Regions from separate parts of the Mus musculus genome. Here all the other regions are linked to region 1. The links are chromatin contacts, called in public HiChIP or PLAC-seq and promoter capture Hi-C maps. All regions are on one chromosome and are shown on one strand. Each heading gives the region's core, a stretch centred on a gene start, on an enhancer-like site or on the middle of the called end of the contact. The rest is flanking DNA. Distances are from core to core; before and after follow the strand shown.

The links. Promoter capture Hi-C pulls out the DNA fragments that hold promoters and counts their contacts. HiChIP or PLAC-seq counts read pairs in DNA pulled down with a chosen protein or histone mark. Capture Hi-C pulls out chosen DNA fragments and counts their contacts.
Region 2: a promoter capture Hi-C map of hippocampal neurons shows a contact between it and region 1, with 3 times the contacts expected there. The contact joins the enhancer-like site here to the promoter of Mt2 in region 1. A contact is called at or near these places in 5 of 39 promoter capture datasets (cranial neural crest, embryonic stem cells, hippocampal neurons and 2 more) and 3 of 115 datasets of contacts at active chromatin or transcription factors (astrocytes, embryonic forebrain and embryonic stem cells).
Region 3: a FOXA1 HiChIP or PLAC-seq map of pancreatic cancer cells shows a contact between it and region 1. The contact joins the promoter of Kifc3 here to the promoter of Mt2 in region 1. A contact is called at or near these places in 1 of 484 Hi-C or Micro-C datasets (liver) and 1 of 115 datasets of contacts at active chromatin or transcription factors (pancreatic cancer cells).
Region 4: a contact with region 1 is called in a promoter capture Hi-C map of liver, with 2.7 times the contacts expected there. The contact joins the promoter of Ces1f here to the promoter of Mt2 in region 1. A contact is called at or near these places in 2 of 39 promoter capture datasets (3T3-L1-derived adipocytes and liver).
Region 5: a contact with region 1 is called in a promoter capture Hi-C map of hippocampal neurons, with 4 times the contacts expected there. The contact joins the enhancer-like site here to the promoter of Mt2 in region 1. A contact is called at or near these places in 9 of 39 promoter capture datasets (the 3T3-L1 cell line, the HPC-7 cell line, cranial neural crest and 5 more) and 4 of 115 datasets of contacts at active chromatin or transcription factors (embryonic forebrain and embryonic stem cells).
Region 6: a contact with region 1 is called in a promoter capture Hi-C map of liver. The contact joins the promoter of Ciapin1 here to the promoter of Mt2 in region 1. A contact is called at or near these places in 3 of 39 promoter capture datasets (liver and pre-B cells), 1 of 484 Hi-C or Micro-C datasets (the G1E-ER4 cell line) and 1 of 9 other capture datasets (liver).

Annotation. Positions count from the first base shown.
Region 1 is chr8:94,171,087-94,174,041 of GRCm38.p6, forward strand. It overlaps Mt2 (metallothionein 2), which reads left to right and starts at 1,532. Exons shown (of 3, transcript NM_008630.2): 1 at 1,532-1,789; 2 at 2,041-2,106; 3 at 2,250-2,481. The coding sequence starts at 1,762. The coding sequence ends at 2,341. Gm39227 (a long non-coding RNA gene) reads right to left here and starts at 569. Exons shown (of 3, transcript XR_879107.2): 1 at 171-569.
Region 2 is chr8:93,568,204-93,571,052 of GRCm38.p6, forward strand. All of the region lies in intron 9 of Gm26843 (a long non-coding RNA gene), which reads right to left. Among named protein-coding and RNA genes, the nearest start is that of Ces5a, 34 kb to the left of the region's middle. Within about 2 kb of position 1,573, at least 115 of the 459 cell types and tissues checked have an H3K27ac peak or open chromatin away from gene starts, as enhancers often do. A contact at or near this core is called in astrocytes, embryonic forebrain, hippocampal neurons and 1 more, where this site is marked.
Region 3 is chr8:95,141,218-95,144,300 of GRCm38.p6, forward strand. It overlaps Kifc3 (kinesin family member C3), which reads right to left and starts at 1,340. Exons shown (of 22, transcript NM_001372314.1): 1 at 1,215-1,340. All of the region lies in intron 1 of Gm31036 (a long non-coding RNA gene), which reads left to right.
Region 4 is chr8:93,278,295-93,281,249 of GRCm38.p6, forward strand. It overlaps Ces1f (carboxylesterase 1F), which reads right to left and starts at 1,442. Exons shown (of 14, transcript NM_144930.2): 1 at 1,355-1,442. The coding sequence starts at 1,406.
Region 5 is chr8:93,597,566-93,600,390 of GRCm38.p6, forward strand. The region is part of intron 8 of Gm26843 (a long non-coding RNA gene); the gene reads right to left. Among named protein-coding and RNA genes, the nearest start is that of Ces5a, 63 kb to the left of the region's middle. Within about 2 kb of position 1,461, at least 49 of the 459 cell types and tissues checked have an H3K27ac peak or open chromatin away from gene starts, as enhancers often do. A contact at or near this core is called in hippocampal neurons, where this site is marked.
Region 6 is chr8:94,836,704-94,839,974 of GRCm38.p6, forward strand. Ciapin1 (cytokine induced apoptosis inhibitor 1) reads right to left here and starts at 1,637. Exons shown (of 9, transcript NM_134141.4): 1 at 1,549-1,637. It overlaps Coq9 (coenzyme Q9), which reads left to right and starts at 1,710. Exons shown (of 9, transcript NM_026452.3): 1 at 1,710-1,794. The coding sequence starts at 1,719.

The DNA of each region.
Region 1 (2,955 bases), core at 282-2,781:
GACTAGGCTGACCTTGAACTCACAGAAATTTACGTGCCTCTGCCTCTTGAGTGCTCTGATTAAAGGAACTGGCGGATACATCCAGTCTACGACGTACTTCCATTTTCAAAATCTAAGTCCTAGCGGGAAGTGAGAACTGGGCAGGAATAACCGTACCGTGGGTTAGTTACCTCCATGAATTTACGGGACTTGGCCAGCGGTGACTGCCAACAACATCCTGGCTTGAGGCTGGAGTTACAGCAAAGACTGCTCTGGGGTCAGTCTGGAAAGGGAGCACGGGAGCCCAGAAATCAATCCGGTTCAAGTTCATAGCCAGGGCAGCCACAGAAAGTGCCAGGAAGGGAAAGGACACGGTGTTTAATCACACAATCCATGGACAGCCGTGGGCATCCAGTAATGCCTGGAATGAGTCAAGAAGGCATTGCCCCAGTTTTCACTAAGAGCTGCGAGGACAGCCTGTCCTGTTACAACCCACCCACAGCCTCCGTTGAAAGTATCCGAGTCGGCCTGCCGGGAAGCTTCCGGCACCAGTTTCCTGGCTCTGCAGATGACACAGACATTCCAGCTATGACTTCCAGTCTGATTTCAGCAGACTTAAGCAAGTGGGGAAACACCATGTACCTCCAGGGGAAGAAATTTTGGCTGCCATCTCCACCCTTCCCCTCAGCATCCACCCGTGGGTGGAGGTGGGTCGGGTTACGTGGGGCTTTCCATCCGTGTGTTTCAGAACACCACCATCTGGCCCTTCCTACTTGGCAAACACCCTGGCAAAGGGCCCTGGTCCATATCCTCCCAGAATGGACTGCTTTCGTTCTCTTGAATTCCACCTCCAGCAAAGACCCCCACCATTTTTTCCTGTCACTCGCTGCCCTCCCCCCGCCCCCCAAGAGTAAGTCTTAGCACAAGGCTTGTGTCTATGGTCTCTAGTCTCTTGACAACTGGCTGGTGCCTTAGTGGATTCGAACCCTACACTCATCTTGGGCAAGTGACTATGTGACTGCGTCTCCGTTTCCACTTTTCTACGGTGAGAATAATGAACACTCCAACCAGCGTTTGTAAGGAAAAACGACAGCTCTTACGGTGCCCGCAGCACGTGACACGCAGGGGGGCAGGAGTACATCACCAACAGCAGTTAAGCCAGGGGTAGGGCTGGTTTTTGTAACCGGTTCACACTGCCAGCTAAGTTTTCCTGTACGCAGGGTCTCCAAGCCCCGCTTTCACCCAGGTTAGCACACAAGACATGCGCGGAAACTGTGTCCCCGTGGCGTGATCTGGGCGGCCAGAGGTCTCGTCGCTCAGCATCGCCTCTGCACCCGGCCCCTCGGGCCCCGGGGCACCGCAAAGGGCGCGCGCGGGAGCAAGCAGGTGTCCTGGAACCGGTTCCCACCGGATCGCAGACCCTTTGCGCTCAGCTCCTTTGCTCTCAGTCCCTGAGCCCAGAGAAAGGGGGTGTGACTCAGCGCGGGGGGTGGGGGGAGGGCGTGTGCAGGCTCTGTCCCACGAGCAAAAAGAGGGCCGCTTGCAGAATTCGGGTCGTGCGCAGGCCCAGGGGCGTGTGCTGGCCATATCCCTTGAGCCAGAAAAAGGGCGTGTGCAGGCGGCGGGGGCGCGTGCATGGTGCCTTCCACCCGGGCGGAGCTTTTGCGCTCGACCCAATACTCTCCGCTATAAAGGTCGCGCTCCGCGTGCTTCTCTCCATCACGCTCCTAGAACTCTTCAAACCGATCTCTCGTCGATCTTCAACCGCCGCCTCCACTCGCCATGGACCCCAACTGCTCCTGTGCCTCCGGTAAGGGGGACTGCTGACGGGATTTCTGGGAGAGCTAGACAGGCTTTTTGGCCCCTCCTTTAGTAATTACTTTAAGGGTACGACCGGCTACCCCTTCCGAATGAATTCTGAAGCACTCCTGCTCCTTTAAACTAGTCCTTGAGATAGTGGCTCGCCTACCCGGGTGATTTGCCTCACCTTCCTAGGAGAACAGCGTTCAGGTACTCCCGGGTCCCACTCAACCGCGCTCACTGACTGCCTTCTACTTTTAGATGGATCCTGCTCCTGCGCTGGCGCCTGCAAATGCAAACAATGCAAATGTACTTCCTGCAAGAAAAGTAAGTTGGATCTTCTCTGCCATTTCCCCGTCACTCTCCTGGGGTCCCTAGCCCGCCGCGCCGCGCCTTCCCTCCCGGGAGCGTTCAGGTGGTGTGCCTCTGACAAGGTTTCTCGCTCACGTTCAACTCTTCTCTCCCCACAGGCTGCTGCTCCTGCTGCCCCGTGGGCTGTGCGAAGTGCTCCCAGGGCTGCATCTGCAAAGAGGCTTCCGACAAGTGCAGCTGCTGTGCCTGAAGGGGGGCGGAGGGGTCCCCACATCTGTGTAAATAGACCATGTAGAAGCCTAGCCTTTTTTGTACAACCCTGACTCGTTCTCCACAACTTTTTCTATAAAGCATGTAACTGACAATAAAAGCCGTTGACTTGATTAATTCAGCTTGTCTCTGTGCATTGGTTAAGGGCTGGCAGAGGCGTTGAGATGGGACTGCAGCAGCTGAATTTGAGCTAGTCGGATTATATTTCTCTGGACTTTGACCGCCTAGAAAGTGGTCATGCAGAAGCATGCATTGGTCACAGAAATGGGCCATTCCTACTGGGCGTGTGTGTGTGTGTGTGTGTGTGTGTGTGTGTGTGTGTGTGTGTGTGTGTATTGGGGATTAAACCGAAAGCTTCCTGCTTACTAAACCCAGGTGCTCTAATGCGCCACATCCCTACCCCTAATTATTTTCGGTTTTTAGGCTTAAAGTATGAAATACCTGTAAATAAAAATGGGAGTGAGTCAGATATGACGTCTCCCACGAGTAATAACCCCAACACTTGAGAGCCTGAGGCAGAAGGACCACTAACTCTGAAGCCAGCTTGGTCTCAAATTTTGGTGACCTTTGGTTTTGAGGCCAGATCTTAACTGT
Region 2 (2,849 bases), core at 323-2,822, 600 kb before region 1:
CAATCATCACACCAACCTGTGCCTGGAAATTAAACCAAATCAAACAACCAGTGGAGCATCCAGGTACCAGGATGAGTGGGAAGAGCACTGGGGTAGAACAGAGAGCAGCTATCGGTTTCTCAAGGAAAGTGAAAGGCATCACGGGTATCCTGTGGACCCACTAACCTCTATGTTGGCTGCACTGATCACCTGGAGGTCAGGAAATATGGATTCTGTTATGTCTTCTAGTTTCTGAGCAAGCTGATTGTTTCTATGAGCTCTGTGTCACCATACTAAAAATCGAAGGACTCTATAGGCTGGGAGATTCCTAAGGGTGTGACTTTGGGCTACTGGCATTCACTCTGCCCATAGCATACAGAAGACTAGAAGTTGCAGGGTACAGATACTCCCAGGAACTGATGAGTGGTAGGGTAGGATTGCTTCAGTTTCCTCTCTCACCCCTTAGGCAGCAATTAGAGCCAGGTGCTTCCCTATTCCCAGAGATTCCCTATAGAACACACCTCTGCCCATCCATTGTGGTACCTACCTGATAACCCACCAGTGCTCAGACCCCTCACAAAACACACTTTCCCTTCATCCTACATGGGTTGAGAGAGTTGAACTAAGTCCAGCACAGCCCAGGTTCCTGCCATCTTCTTGCTCTGCCATCTCATCCGTGTCCCTAGCACTGCCTTCCACTTTGTTTCGTCAATGGGTGTCCCAGGCAGAGCTATGCCCTGGGTTACAAGAAACTCTAAGAGAAGCAATTTCCTGAAAGTGCATGAGATAGCAGGGGTACCCTTCTCATTTCTTCAGCTGTCTTTGGTGGGAATTTTGTTACACGGAAGGCTGGAGTCATGCCCAGGTTCAAGTATGTTAATAAGACAGAGGATAAGTGGTTACAGAAAGCTTACCTTCTCTGCTTTGACATTTATTGATATCTACCTATTTTCTGTGTTGCAGTACACACTTAAATCAAAGTACTATTTTCTGAATTCTCAAAGAACGATAAGAACAAGTCTGTCTTTCACAAAAGAGACTGTGTCTCTGAGGCGTCCCTGAACTCACTCACAAGCCATAAGAGGCAGAGGGAAGATCCAATGCCAAGTCCTAGTGACAGATACCTGTACTGTGATTGTTTTGCCTTCCTTTATATGATTGTGTTCTACATGGTTTGACACCCTAACTTTGGATAGGAGACAACTAGAGTCCAGAGAAAGGCAGACAACTCAGACAGAGAAATATAAACCAAGTTGGGCGAGAGCCCAGGAACCCCAGCCATCTGCCTCCTGCTTCATTCCAGGGTTCCTGCTCTAGACTGACCGTTTGCCAATAGCCCATGTCCAGCTCAGGCCCATCCCTGCTGTGCTGTGGCTGTGCTATATCTGCTCAGTGAGTGCAACAGCACCTGACCTTTCTAAATAAAAGCCCTACCCACCAAAAAGACATCAGTACCCACTGTCTTTGTTGCCTGGACAACAAAAAGACATTGGTTCCCACTGTCCTTGTTGCCTGGGCAGTCCCCTCTGGGCTCAGCTCAGGAACTTTGAACTGAATTGAATTGTACTCTCCCAGGTTAGGAGTGTTTATTCTCTTGGGCCCGACTGTTGTCACATAAGAACTAAACAGTGCAGCAGGACTGAGCCACTAGAGTCCCCAGATCCTCCCCTTGCTGTCGTCAGTGTCAGTTGCTTAGCAACTGCCTTTGGCAGATGGTGGTAGAGAGAGCATGCCAATCTCTCACAGGGCTAAAAATACATTCCAACAACGACTACAACGACGACAACAGGTCTATTTTAAAAGATACAAGGCGCTCCCAACGTCCTCCCTTGTCTGCGAGGAACCGCAGTATACCAGTCCCTCCAGGCTTCTGGTTCCATCTGACAGTGTGGAAGGGGGCGTTCAAGGAAAACAACAACGACAACAAAAAGCAAAATGAAATAAACAAAACTGAAAGGCCAAGCACAAAAGGGGTGCTCAGAACACTGTCATGGGATAGGAGAGATGGGAGGAAGAAAGGAGAGAAGAAATAGCAGAGTGGGAAGAAATATCTAGGAGCCAGCAGCGAGCCTCATTCAGCTCTATTTTTAACCTATTCAAGAGGGTGGGGTTAAGGAAGCAAGATCATAAACCAGAGAAACTTAGCTACGGGGGAGACACAGTTTCACAGCAGAGGAAGCAGAGGTGCTAAGCATGAAGATGAGGAACTGGCTCATAGCCCATGCTCATGGGGTGCAGTCTCTGGAGACAGGAGACCTCCAGCTCCTAACCAGCCTAACTGTTTAACCACCATCAGTGCAGAAGCCAGTCCTTCTGAGCATGTGCATAGCATTTACTTATTAACTGTTCGTCTATACATTTATGCATGGAGCCCTCTTTTATACACTCACTCGCACACTCATATCTGTAGTCACCCATTGATATACTAATTATACACACACACACACACATACACACACACACACACACACATACACATATACTAGTTACTCGCTTACACACTCATGTCCGTGGCCATTCATTTGTACACGTTCATGGTATGTGTATAATGCCTGTGGCCATTCATACATTACATACATGCATGTGATTCTTTATACACTCATATATACATTCATGCTCATAACCATTCTATTCATACATTTGCTTGTATAAGCACTCACGCGTGTGACCACTTATTCATGCAGCAATTATTTATTAAGTCCCTGCTGCCCTATTGTCCCTACCCTGGAGACACGGTAAGGGACAACTACACATGATCCTCCTGTTTCTTGTGGCCTCCCAGGTAAGATAGGCACTGGGCAGTTAAGCACTGGGGTACCTCTTGCTACCTCCTTTAGTGGCATGCCCATATCTGAGTCTACAGTCTCTCC
Region 3 (3,083 bases), core at 90-2,589, 970 kb after region 1:
TCTCTGGGTTTAGCTAAGGATGGTAGATCTGCCTTCCTCCTGTCTTAAACCAGAGACAGGGCAAAGACTCACTCTCTCTCTCTCTCTCTCTCTCTCTCTCTCTCTCTGTGTGTGTGTGTGTGTGTGTGTGTGTGTGTGTGTGTGTAGACCTCATAGTCACCTATACACCACTGCAGGGGATAGCTTAGTTCTCCTGGGTGAGCATTTGGGGGAGGGGGCATGGCTAGACTGGGTTAGGGTATCCCTGGCACACACATGTTCTGGTGCATCCAGATTTCAAATTTTCTGCTCTCTGGTACCCATACAGACAGCAGAACTTACCATCCCCAAACCCTGAAGTCCAACCACTCCAATACACAAAACCATTCTGGGACTGCATTCCTAGCAAATGACTCTCTCTAGCCAAGGAGACTGCCCCTTTATGAAGGGCATGGGGAATAAGTCCTACCAGACTAGGAAGGGCATTTACCCAGTCTGGGGCAGAAGGACACTAAGGAAGGTGAAGCTAGGGGTAGTCCCAAGGCCCAAGCTTGAGAAATGCATTAAAGTGTGTGTGTATGTTTTGGAAGGGTGACAAATACTACTTAAGAATTTAAATCCAGCTTCCTCTTTAAAATGTCTCAGGACCCGGCCTTTCACTGTGTCAGCCAGAGTTCTCCTGTTACTTGCAGTGGAAAGGCTGAGGGGACAGACAGCTTCTGGGCTCCCCTCCCTGCAGGGATTCCTCAGCCGCAGCTGTCAATGACTTGATCCCTCTCAGCTTGAGAGGGTATTTCTGAGGCCCTCCCTCCTAACCTAGGGGCTGCCGCACCCCACCTCGGGCCTTGCCCGGGGGATGGGGGAGAACTACTCGGGGGACACAGAGGGAGGGCCCAAACAGTAGCCTTCCTGGAAGCGACCCTTGCAGGGGGAGGGGGTTCACTGGTTGACCCGCAGCTCCCAGGTAGGCACTGCACATTCCCCCTCCAAGGAGTCGGTCTTGGTGGCGCTACCCCAGAGGCTGTGCCACCCTCACGCCCAGGTCTCTGCAAGATCCTCCGGTTGGACCAATACAGTGGGAGCCCCGCGCTCAGCCGGGTCTCTTGGGGCCTGATCGCAACACCCACCGGGTCGGGGAAAGAGGGGGTCCTCAGGCAGGGCGGGCGCGGCGCCCAGCAGGAGCGCCGGGAGGAGCCCGTCCCATTCCACCCCCAGCCTGCCGGGACCCGACTCACCGGCCTAGCGGAGACAGGATCCCAGCGCCGCCACCGCAGCGCCCCGGGCTCGGCCCGCTCCGGCCGGCTCCGGCCCGCCCGCCCGCGCGAGGCAGCTCCACGCCGCCGCCGCTGCCTCCTTGGCCCGCCCCGTGCCCGCCCCTCCCGCACTTTCCACAGGAAATGATTAACTCAGGCCGCGGCGCGTTCCCATGGTAACGGGCTCGGGAGGGGGGCACGCGCACTCTCGCGCACGCGCCCACCCCAGGCGCATGCCTCCCCTCTTATCCTACCCATCCACCCGACACAGGCTGGTACACCCTTGTGCGCACACCCACTGGTGCACGAGCCCAGGCGCACCTTGCCTGCCCCTTCCGAGCTGGCTCACACCCTCCACTGCACACCGCGTACCTGCACACTCGCCCTCACCCATTACTCCTACCCAGGAGTTAACGTTAACACTCACCCTCAAAACGGTTTGTACTCCACCCCAAACCCAGGTGCAGAAGTTTCACGCACGCCAGCTAGGATCCACACACAACTGGCACACACACACACACAGACTCACATCTTAATACATTTCCTCACACAAGCTCTTGCACGCGAGATCGAGCACACGCATACCACACGTTCACCTGCTCTGTTACACAGGCGTGCACCCTCTCTCTGTGCCCAGCCTGGCATCCTGCCTTGCCAGCTGCACCCCTGCACCCCCAACCAATAAATATTTTCTTGAGCAGCAGGCTTGGGGTTTGTTAAGGTAACGCATTCCCTTAAGCTCCGGCAAAACAGCTCCACCGTCTGTCTTTAAAAGCTCCTTCCTGGGGCGTCTAGGAGCCACTGAAGAGGCCTGGGGGAGAGAAGGCTCAGGCAGCCAAGAGAGACTGCTGACCCAAAGGAGCCACTCTGTTCTTTGTCTCCCAAACAGAGAGGCATTTATTCCAGCCCCAGTATGCCCACTCCGGAGTGCGGAAGGAGAATGTGCCACAGGAGCCTGTCCCGCAGAGGCTGATGGTCCCCAGATAACCTGAGGAGGGTGAGGGTCTACCCCTTCAGGCTTGCCAGAAATGGCCTAGGAGAGACCTAGGGAGGGCCTTGCTGCCTCCTCTGGGCCTGCTTCCCGCTTCCGCTGCTGAGCCACGTGTCAAGAATCTGGAGCAAAAACAGAGACAAGGACTTAGGCCCCACAGGGTGCCTGGTGCCAGGCCAGGCCTGGCCAGTAGGCCCCCAGCTGGAAGCAAGCACTGTCTCATCTATTGAAGGCTCTATTCGAGGGGAAGGGGTGTGTCCTGCATTTAAGTTTGCATATAAAAGGAGAAACCTTGTCTTCCTTAAGGATTGGGACACTGACATAAACTTCAGTTTCCTTCTAGCAAAGCCAAAGTCAGGTTTTGTTTTGTTTTGTTTTAACTAATAAAAACATTTATTGTTCTCTTTTCTCCAATTAGAAAAGTAATGGATGTTCCTTGTGACTGTGATCCCACCCACTGGGTGTAAGTGCTGCCAACACTTCATTTAGGACAGCCCTTTTCCCTTGTGCACATAATAGACACCATTTATTCCTGGTGAGTATAGTGTCTGGCACTGTGCTCTGTAACAGCAAGGTCCCGTTCCACACTGATCCGCCCAGGAGATGGGCACCTCCTATGTCCATGTGTTCAAGAGAGGAGAGGCAAACTCAGAATGGGTCAGAGCTGAGGCTCCAAGTCCTATAGGGATGCACACATGTGCACTGTGCACAGGGGCCACTGTATGAATGTAGGAAGCACCAATGAAGGAAAAATGAAGGGCGGGCTGAAACCATAGGAGGAAGCACTTTAAAACTCCCAGCAAGGCTCTAGCTCCAACTGAAAAAACTAATCGTTCAATGATTATTAAGAATTTAAGAGT
Region 4 (2,955 bases), core at 192-2,691, 890 kb before region 1:
AAAGAGGGCAAAGTCTGATTATAGGTGACTAGGCATGGCTGAATTAACTATGAACTTTCAACAGGATTACCTAGAGCAAAATGTGCTTGCATGCAAGGGGTGGGGGTAGGGTGAGAACATTGCCAACAGAAGCTATGACTTACAACATTGCACACACATGTAATGCCTACTGTATACCAGAGGTACATCCCAGTTTCTTGAATTCATAACAATATCGTCTTTCTAGGTAACTATTGGTGTGTCTATTTAACTTGGAAGAATCAATCCTGTGTGGAGTTCCTAAAAATGGAGAGTATGCCGTTGCCAGGGTAACCAGCAGCAAAGGCATGTTCTGCTTCAAATCTGGGTCCTTCAGTTCCAGGCCTCTCTCAACGTCACCTGTCCACACAGGGTGAGGCATTTAAGGGATTGATTGCTGAGTACTGGCTCTGTATTTAAGTGCTAGAGACAGCCCTGGACATGATTTGCCAGATAAACTTGGAAGAACATACCAGTTTTTACAGGCCACCTATTAATGGCACAGATATACATTGAAATCAATGCTATAACCACATATTTACCATGAATTTAACTCATGTATCTGATGTTTAGGAGGCTATCATGACTCTTGGGAACTGTCTCTCTCAGAGTCTATCAATTTCAGAGGCATGACCCTAACTAAACATCTCCTTTATGATAGCATGGACTACTGTCTGCCTGTCCATCTGCCCTCATTACCCTGAACCTGGTACCAGACACTTGAGATGTGCACTGTTCCCTAAAGTTCCTTGAAATGCTAACAAAAGAGGCATTTGCTACAGGCTCCCCAGCCTGAGCCTCCTCACTGACCTGGCACGTCCTGTCCCCCCTACCTTAGTACTATGACTTTCTTCTTGGGGAAAATGAACAACAAAGTGGTTTTTCAATGACTATTTGGTCCTGATGTGCTAGCTTGACCATACTGTGTATTTTCTATTAGTACATCCTATATTTATGTATTATGTATTAATAATGGAGGACCCACTACATGTAAAGGCATGAAGGGGCATCCTATTGCAAGTGTACCTAAAAAGCTTTAGAAATGAAACCAACTAATCCTCTATAGTCCAGTGAAGTAAGGGAACCAACCTGTCTTGATTCCTCTTGTGCTGGAGTTGGCTCTTCGTCCTCTGTACCTAAGTGTGCTGCAGGGACTCAGGGATTTTAGTGTCTCTTGATCTCAGAGTGTCCTGCACCATGGTGTAGGCCACTTAGAGGCAAATCCAAGTCTGGAGAGTGAGTTCTCCTGCAGAACTAAATCTGTCTTGTCTGTGCTCTATGCACAACCCTGCTACTCTTTGTGTCCCCCACAAATTTGTATTTCAAAAGTACTCACCGCAAATCACACAGGTTGCTAGAGACACCAGGAACAGAGTGCTAAGGAACATCTTGCATGGACAGGCTCCCAAGTCAATGGACCTTCTAACTCTGATCCACAAGGAAGGGGTGTGTAAGGTCCTGCCCACATCCTGGGAACCTCCCAGGAGTCCTGCCCACAGAGCCCAATTACACAATACAGAACTACACACACACACACACACACACACACACACACACACACACACACACAAACACCTCTTTCTCTTCCTTAGCCACAGCTCTTCCAAGTTTACCCTGCTTTATCTGAACACTCATGCACCCAGCATTAGCTGTCTTATATATAAACAATTAGTATGAAACTCTCAGATGACAGATCAACAGCTTCTTTTAAAAAAAAAAACTTTTTATTAGATATTTTCTTCATTTACATTTCAAATGCTATTCCAAAAGTCCCCTATACTCTCCCCCCACCCTGCTCCCCTACCCACTCCCTCCCACTTCTTTCATAAATATTTTTCCTTGTAACACTCTCGCTTCAGAGTGCCAGGAGATCTCAAAGTCAAGCAAATACCTCCAGGCAGTGAAAAGCTTTAGTGAGGTGGGGGGATTCTTATAACAGGCTGAAATTTTTTAGAGAAATTCACAGCTCCACAGCTGTTCACCAGGGAGATCAGGGCACATGTCTCTGCCTCCCTTTTCTAGCATTTTGGACTCTTGTGTTTGGTAACAACGTTAAGCTTCAACTACCCTCCTTGGAGAAGTTTAGATTATTTGTATAGTCATCTTGCCAAGTGGCCCTATCTTGGGCCACATGCAACCAAGTTTGGGAACTCACTCAGTTCAGGGCAGAACTTTAGGTATAGATCTTTCTTATAATAATTCAACTCCATTTCAAAATCCTTGGCTTTTACCACCTACCTGCCCATTGATCCAGGAATACTTTGAATATTAACCAGAACAGATGTGAGGTCAGGAAGAGTCTGGCATATGTGTCCAAGCTGCAAACCATGGGGCTACGGTATAAGCATGCACTTGGGAGAGGGTCTTTCACAAGGTGCTATTGAAGGAAGCTGCTGAGATCCCCTTCCTAGGACCATCAAATGCCTTAGGACAGTGCTTTGGTTGAATACAGTCTGGTACAGCTGGCTAAGCAAATGCCATAGCTCCACTCAAAGTAGCTGTGGGCATCACTGTGTGATCAGGAAATAGAGAGGATCAGCTCAGGAGAGGAAAACACAAGTTATAGATTATCACTTAGTTTAAAGACTTAGTTTCTCTGATAGCTAGGCAGAGAGTTCCAGTCCTACTAACATACCTACAATAATTAAAACCATGAGCAGTAAAAAACTATCTGTACAAAGAGCATTTATTTCTAATATTTTAAGGGGCAGAAACAGCCCAAATAAATGTTCATGAACTGAACAATAAATAAATTGGTCACCTGTGTCCCTCACTGAATATTGTTTGTAAGAGCAGGTGCTGCCATAACTTGAAATTATGAAAAATAAAAGAAGCCAGTCATGAAGCTAATAGGCTTTAGGCTTCCAGTTGCGTGAAGGTTCCAGAACATAAAGATGAACAATGAGGGCTGGTTGCTGAGGGAAAGGAGATGAAGGG
Region 5 (2,825 bases), core at 211-2,710, 570 kb before region 1:
AGAGCCAGGATGTAAGGCGAATACAAAATTAAAAAACAATCCAGGTGACTCAATAGACTAAAATCATCTCAGCGAATGATTTTAACACGCTGAAATTTGATAAACTTTTAATACTTTTTTTTTTATTGAAACAACAAACGACGCTTGTTTGCCCTGGACTCACAGCACAGGTGATAGCTGGAGACAGGATCAGAGCAGATGCTCAGAAGCACTGCTACTTATTAATGTTGTACTCAAAGCTTGCTCAGTGACAGACAAGAGAAGGAAATAAGAAATTCAACACTCAACAGAAAGAGACAAAGCTGTTGATATTTGCAATCAGTATAATGACCTACATCAAAAACATACAAGCGCCAAGATATTCATGTAATTAAACATGAATTCATCAAAAGAAGTGTGTGTGAAATTAGCAAACAACATTAATAGTTTCCGTGTAACACGGAGATAACTAATTAGAACACGTATTGTTATAATTTTTTAACAACAACAACAACAAAATAAAACAAAACTGAAAAATATACCAGATGTGAGTTTAATAAGAAATGTCAGCAGGAAAAAAAGGTGGACTACTTTAAGATGTGAAAGAAAACACAGAGTGAAGCCTAGGATTTGAACCCAGAGCTTTGTACACAAAGTGCTCTACCACGGAGCTCCGTCCTCAGCTAAGATACTATCCTAAGTCCTATTTCTCTTACAGTGTGCCAGCTTACATAATCAATGCTGAAAGCAAAAGCCCACCTTTGAGCCAATCCACTACGATCTACAGATCTGGTACTTCATCAGCAGTTGAAGAAGTTGAGAAAATGTCTTTTCAAAAAACCAAGATGAGGCTTTGCATGGGGAGCAGAAAGAGAGGCTGAGGTAAGTAAAAGACAAAGGTTGCAGTCTTGGAAAAGTTTCTCCTTGCTGGCCCTGACCAAGGTGACACCCAGAAGTGGGAGATGAGGCTCCCCCCCCAACCCCACGCATGCCCCACAAAACCTCTGTGGCCAAACAGATGGTGCAGCACATTTTTTAAACTGCTTTTAACACAGTAACTGTTCTTTGCTGCTTGCTCTTTATGCCTTTAGTCAAAAGTCTCACCAGCTGTCACCATCAAGGAAAATGTCAGGGGCTGTGTCTGCCTATGCCTGTGCTCAACGCAGGGGGGACAGGGAACCAGGAGCCTCACCTCGCTGTAGGCACAGCTGGTAAGGTGGTAAAAGACGTGGGATCCTCACAGAATGAATGTAAATAAGTACGTGGCAAATCCTTCCCCACCTTTCCAGGGACTAAATGTATCTCCTTCCTATTCCCGTTCTTCCCTGGCACATCTCACTGAGGCCAGTGTTAGTATTCCCACTCCGTAGAAACAACAGTGGCGAGGCCTGGCAAAGAGCCCCGCAATCGACCCTCGTGTGATCCTTTCCTAATCTGGACCTCACTGTCACAATGAAGCTGGCCAGATGTCCTCTGAAGGCGCTCTGAGCAGGGCTCTGGATTCTTGCCTGATGTCAGCAAAGTATTCCTGAGCCCTCTCTGACCACCACAAGGACAGCCTACTAAATCCCAAGAAATCCAAGCCTCGGGACTGCAAGAGGCTGCCAAACTCCTGCCCCTTGTTTCTTCCACACCCATCACTAGCATGTTGAAATGGCTACCAGACAGGGAAAAGAAAAGAATCTCGATTAATAATTTGCTGAACCAAATCCCCACAGCCTTTCAAATTACACAGACTGATGGAGAATTTGGGAGATGTGTTTAAAATTTCCCGTTTAACCATGTAATTGTTTTTACTCCCAGTTATCTTCTCTTGGAAACGTATGCTTGACTTACTGAATAAATCTTTCTCCCCATTTGAAATCATCCATTAGCAGTAAGCAACTGACACTCCATTGCGCACAATGAATTTCATTGCCGCTAAGTTGCCACGTGCTATGTGGTGGAGAAGAGGCACTGCCGGCAAGATCTCTCCATGTCAGGGGCAGGCTCGGAGCTCAGCCCGGAAACCTGCTTCCAATCTGCTAATCTCTGCTCATTATGCTAGCTCTGGATTCTTCCAGCATCGAGGTGGCCATTCTGGAGGGCTGATCTGAAGAGACAGTCTCTAAAGATGTTTCTTTCTTTCTTTTTTTTTTTTTTTTTTTTTTTTTTTTTTTTTTTTTTTTCTGTTCCAGGGATTGAACTGGGTTCCGGGCAATAGCTGCGTCTGGCTACCTACCTTTGGACCAACATACACAGTAAACCTAGCAAGAACTGGGCTTGCCCTTGGGCTTGATGCGAAGCCTCAGTGAGCCTGCTGCCTTGACACAGACATCCGGTCTTCTTGAGCATCACATATGCGGCATTGTCAATAGAGAAAAGTCAAATGTGTTTACTTCTTTCTGCACTGCTGCCAGCTGGCCGCACTCTCGGGGGACACTGATGCTGAGCTTACAAACAGTGACTTCTCTTGAGCTTACTGTCAACAAGTGGCTCCAGCATGGGGAGGAGGGACTGAATCATTGCCCCTGGGGACCTCCGAATCAGAGCTGAAAGACCTCAGCAGCAGCAGCCAGACTCTAGGATTTCTCAGGCTGCTGCCCTTGCATCATGTATGAAGCCTTCCGAACACATTCACGCCCCTTCACATGATGGGAAATGCTGACTTTTCAATCACACATTTAAACAGATCAGAGAACCTGGAAGGAGCATTTAAGTCTCTTCACACCTAGTCCAATTATAGTATTATTTACGCTCATTGTCTTCATCACTTGGAGACGGAAGCTTGAATTACTGAGTAAATCCAAAGCTGTAAGCTGGCCCTGCCCTTCTGACTCTCCAAGGATCACACAGCCATTGCTGGG
Region 6 (3,271 bases), core at 387-2,886, 670 kb after region 1:
TGACACCATCAACCCATGGCTTTTTAAAAATGTTAATACCGGGTGAATATGCATTTGCTTTTAATACTAGTACTCTCCAGACAAAGGTAGGCAGATCTCTGGGAGTTTGAGGCTGGTCTGCTAAGTTACCAGCAGGCAGTAAGAGCAGTGCCTCTCCTCTGGGAGTAACTTCTGGAGGTGGGTTTATTTATCTTTAAGGCACCTAAGAACCATAATCTTAGGCTTGGGTCCCATTTAAGGTGGCAGAGAGGCTGGGGGTGACTCAGTGGTAGCAGGTCCAGCTGATTAGGGATAGGGTCACAGTTCAGTGGTATGTGCTTAACCTAGCATGACCTGGGTCCACTCTTCAATACCACAAAGCGAAACAAACACCAACCAATAGCCAAGAATGTCGGAGCCTTCGTGTAACCCTAGCTCTCTCGGGAGACTGGTGAAGGAGTTCTGAGGACAGTTTACGCTCCTCGGTGAAACTCTTCTCTCAAAAGCCATTCATTATCAGGGCTCTGGGAAGGGCGAGGCTGTGCTTTGCAAGCATAAGGAGTTTGAGCCCCAGAACCCACATAGAAAACCTTGGGTGTGGGCTACCAAGATGATTCAGTGGGTTAGGGGTGCTTGCTACAAAGCCTGACAACCTGAGTTTAACCCTCAGAACTCAAAGTGGAAGCAGACACTCCTCCCCAACACACACAGAATCTTTATATATGTGTGTATACATGCATACACATACATATATATACATACACATATATGTGTACATACATATAAGTATATATGTATGTGTGTGTATATATATTTCAAAAGCTCGTGTGGCAAAGTTTGTTATCCAGCCTTAACTGGTACGCTTCAGGCCAACTAGAGGCCCTGTCACAAAGAAGGTGGCCACAGTTTGATGAAACACCAAGTTGTCCTCTGGCCTCCACACACATGCGTATGCACCTATACATACATGTTCCCCCACCCCATGACCATGACACTAAACATACACCGTTTACTTCTAGCAAACATCAAGACTTCCCTGGTAGAGCAAGCGAGGCAGTCCGCTCTACTCTGAAGACCCGCAGCTTGGACTCAGGCACCGAGAAGCGAACTTCTCCCGACCTTGCAAATGGCTAGTGATCGCTAGGGACCACACCCCGGCACAGGGGCAACTCTCCAGGACAAAAGCCTGGGTGGCTCCTTCTATAAACAAGCATCCTAGGACATAAATGCCGGGCTCGAATGGACAACCTGTGGCTCCAGGTTCTCCCCACCTTTGGTGCTTTCCGCCAAGTGCCCTGGAGGAGACTCAAGGTCACCACCGATGGCTAGGAGTAAACTGACGGTCCCGATGCCAGCTCCGGGTTTCCACGCGGAAAAAGGCGGCGGACGAGCCCCGGCGTCCAGCACGCCGCGTGCAGGGCCCCGGCCGCCGCGGCCCCTCACCCCGGCTTCCCCAAGGGGTGACAATGACGGCGCCAGAAGCCGAAGCGAGAGCACGGGAGACCAGAGTGGCCCCTAGGAGGGCCGTTAAGCCCGCTCAGATGCTCGAGCGACCCCGAGCGTCCTCACCTTCCTCGTAGCCTGAAAACCCGCTCCGCGGACGCCGGCTTCTCGTCCTGGTCTCTCGCGAGAAGACGCCGCACAACACCTGAGTCCTAGTGAGCGGACGCGGCCCCACTGACGCGTGACGCTGCCCGGCGCGTCGCCGCCCTCAGCGTGCGTGCGTGCCCACTTCCAAGATGGCGGCGACAGCAGCCGTGTCTGGTGTCCTCGGCCGCTTGGGCTGGAGGCTCCTGCAGCTGCGGTGCCTGCCCGGTGAGGTGACAGCCAGCCGAGCCGGGGCGCGAGGGGGAAAAACGGGAAGAAGGCGCAGGGCGGATCTGGGCTTGGCGTGGGATGATAGAGGCTCTGGTCGGGGCTAGCAAGGTAAAGGGCATCGGCGTGGAGCCGCTGGAGTCGCGAGCTGGAAAAAGCCACTTAAGGGTTTCAGTCGCCGGACTTTGAGCTGTGAGGGGGCAAAAGCCGCGGGGCAGTCCTGTCACCCCGGTTCCCCAGAGGTAATGGAGCTTCAGAGAGGGCTCGGTGTGCCCAAGGTCACAGAGCTCGTCCGTTCCAAAGCGTTCTCCGTCGCCGTAGGCGCTGTGCCAGCCTCGCTGGAGAAACCGACCGAACAGCCACAGAGTCAGTTATTGCCACACCACGTCACTAAGCTGGTGACATTCGTCATTTGCTGCCATATGCCCCGTATTTTTATCTCCACAGTAATAGTAGACATTTACTTTTAGAAACTTTGTACATTGTCATTAAGTGGAAAAGCAAAAATCGCTGTCCGTATATAGAATCTTTCTGCACTGACACAGTGACAAAAAATATGCAACTAAAATCTCCATGAACCGCAGAGATCTCGCAACCATACTTTGGGGGCTCCTCACTTCAAATTTTCTGGGCCTATAGCAAATGCTGATGTTGTTAAGCATGCTGTTCTGTGTTTCTTTCCTTATTATTTTCAATGACTTCCTTTGTGGCATTTTTAGCTAGAGTTTCAGACGAAATATGTTTAACAAAAATAATGCAATGTGAGCCAACAAATCCAGTCATAGGGTATTTACCCATGAAATTGTGTCCACAAAAAGTTCAACTGTATTCCCGACAACTTTATATTAGGTGGGCCCTTAAAGCCCAAACATTCATCTTTTTTTCAATGTTATGCAAGCAGTTTACAACAGGTATCTCCGAAGTAACCGTCCCCTTTCTGAAGTATTTGAGATAAAGTCTCACTCTATATTTCTGGCTGACCTGGAACTCACTGTAATATAGACCAGACTGACCTGGAACTTAGAGAGATTGGCCTGGTCCTGCCTCCTGAGTGTTTTCTTTCTTTTTTTTTTTTTTTTAATCAGAGTTTACTTTTTTTTTTTTTTTTTTTTTTGGTTTATTTATTTATTATATGTAAGTACACTGTAGCTGTCTTCAGACGCACCAGAAGAGGGCATCAGATCTCTGTTACAGGTGGTTGTGAGCCACCATGTGGTTGCTGGGATTTGAACTTCGGACCTTTGGAAGAGCAGTCGGGTGCTCTTACCCCCTGAGCCATCTCACCAGCCCCCTGAGTGCTCTTAAAAGAGTGTGTCATCATGCTTTTCTTTTTTATTCCTTTTCTTTTTTCTTTTTTAAAAACTTGTTAGTCCTGCCTCAGCCTGAGTTATATAGGAAGTCTATGTCTCAAAATAATACGGGCTGGCCTTTTGATTTGTGTGTGTGTGTTTGTGTTTAAAGCAGATGAAGTTTAACA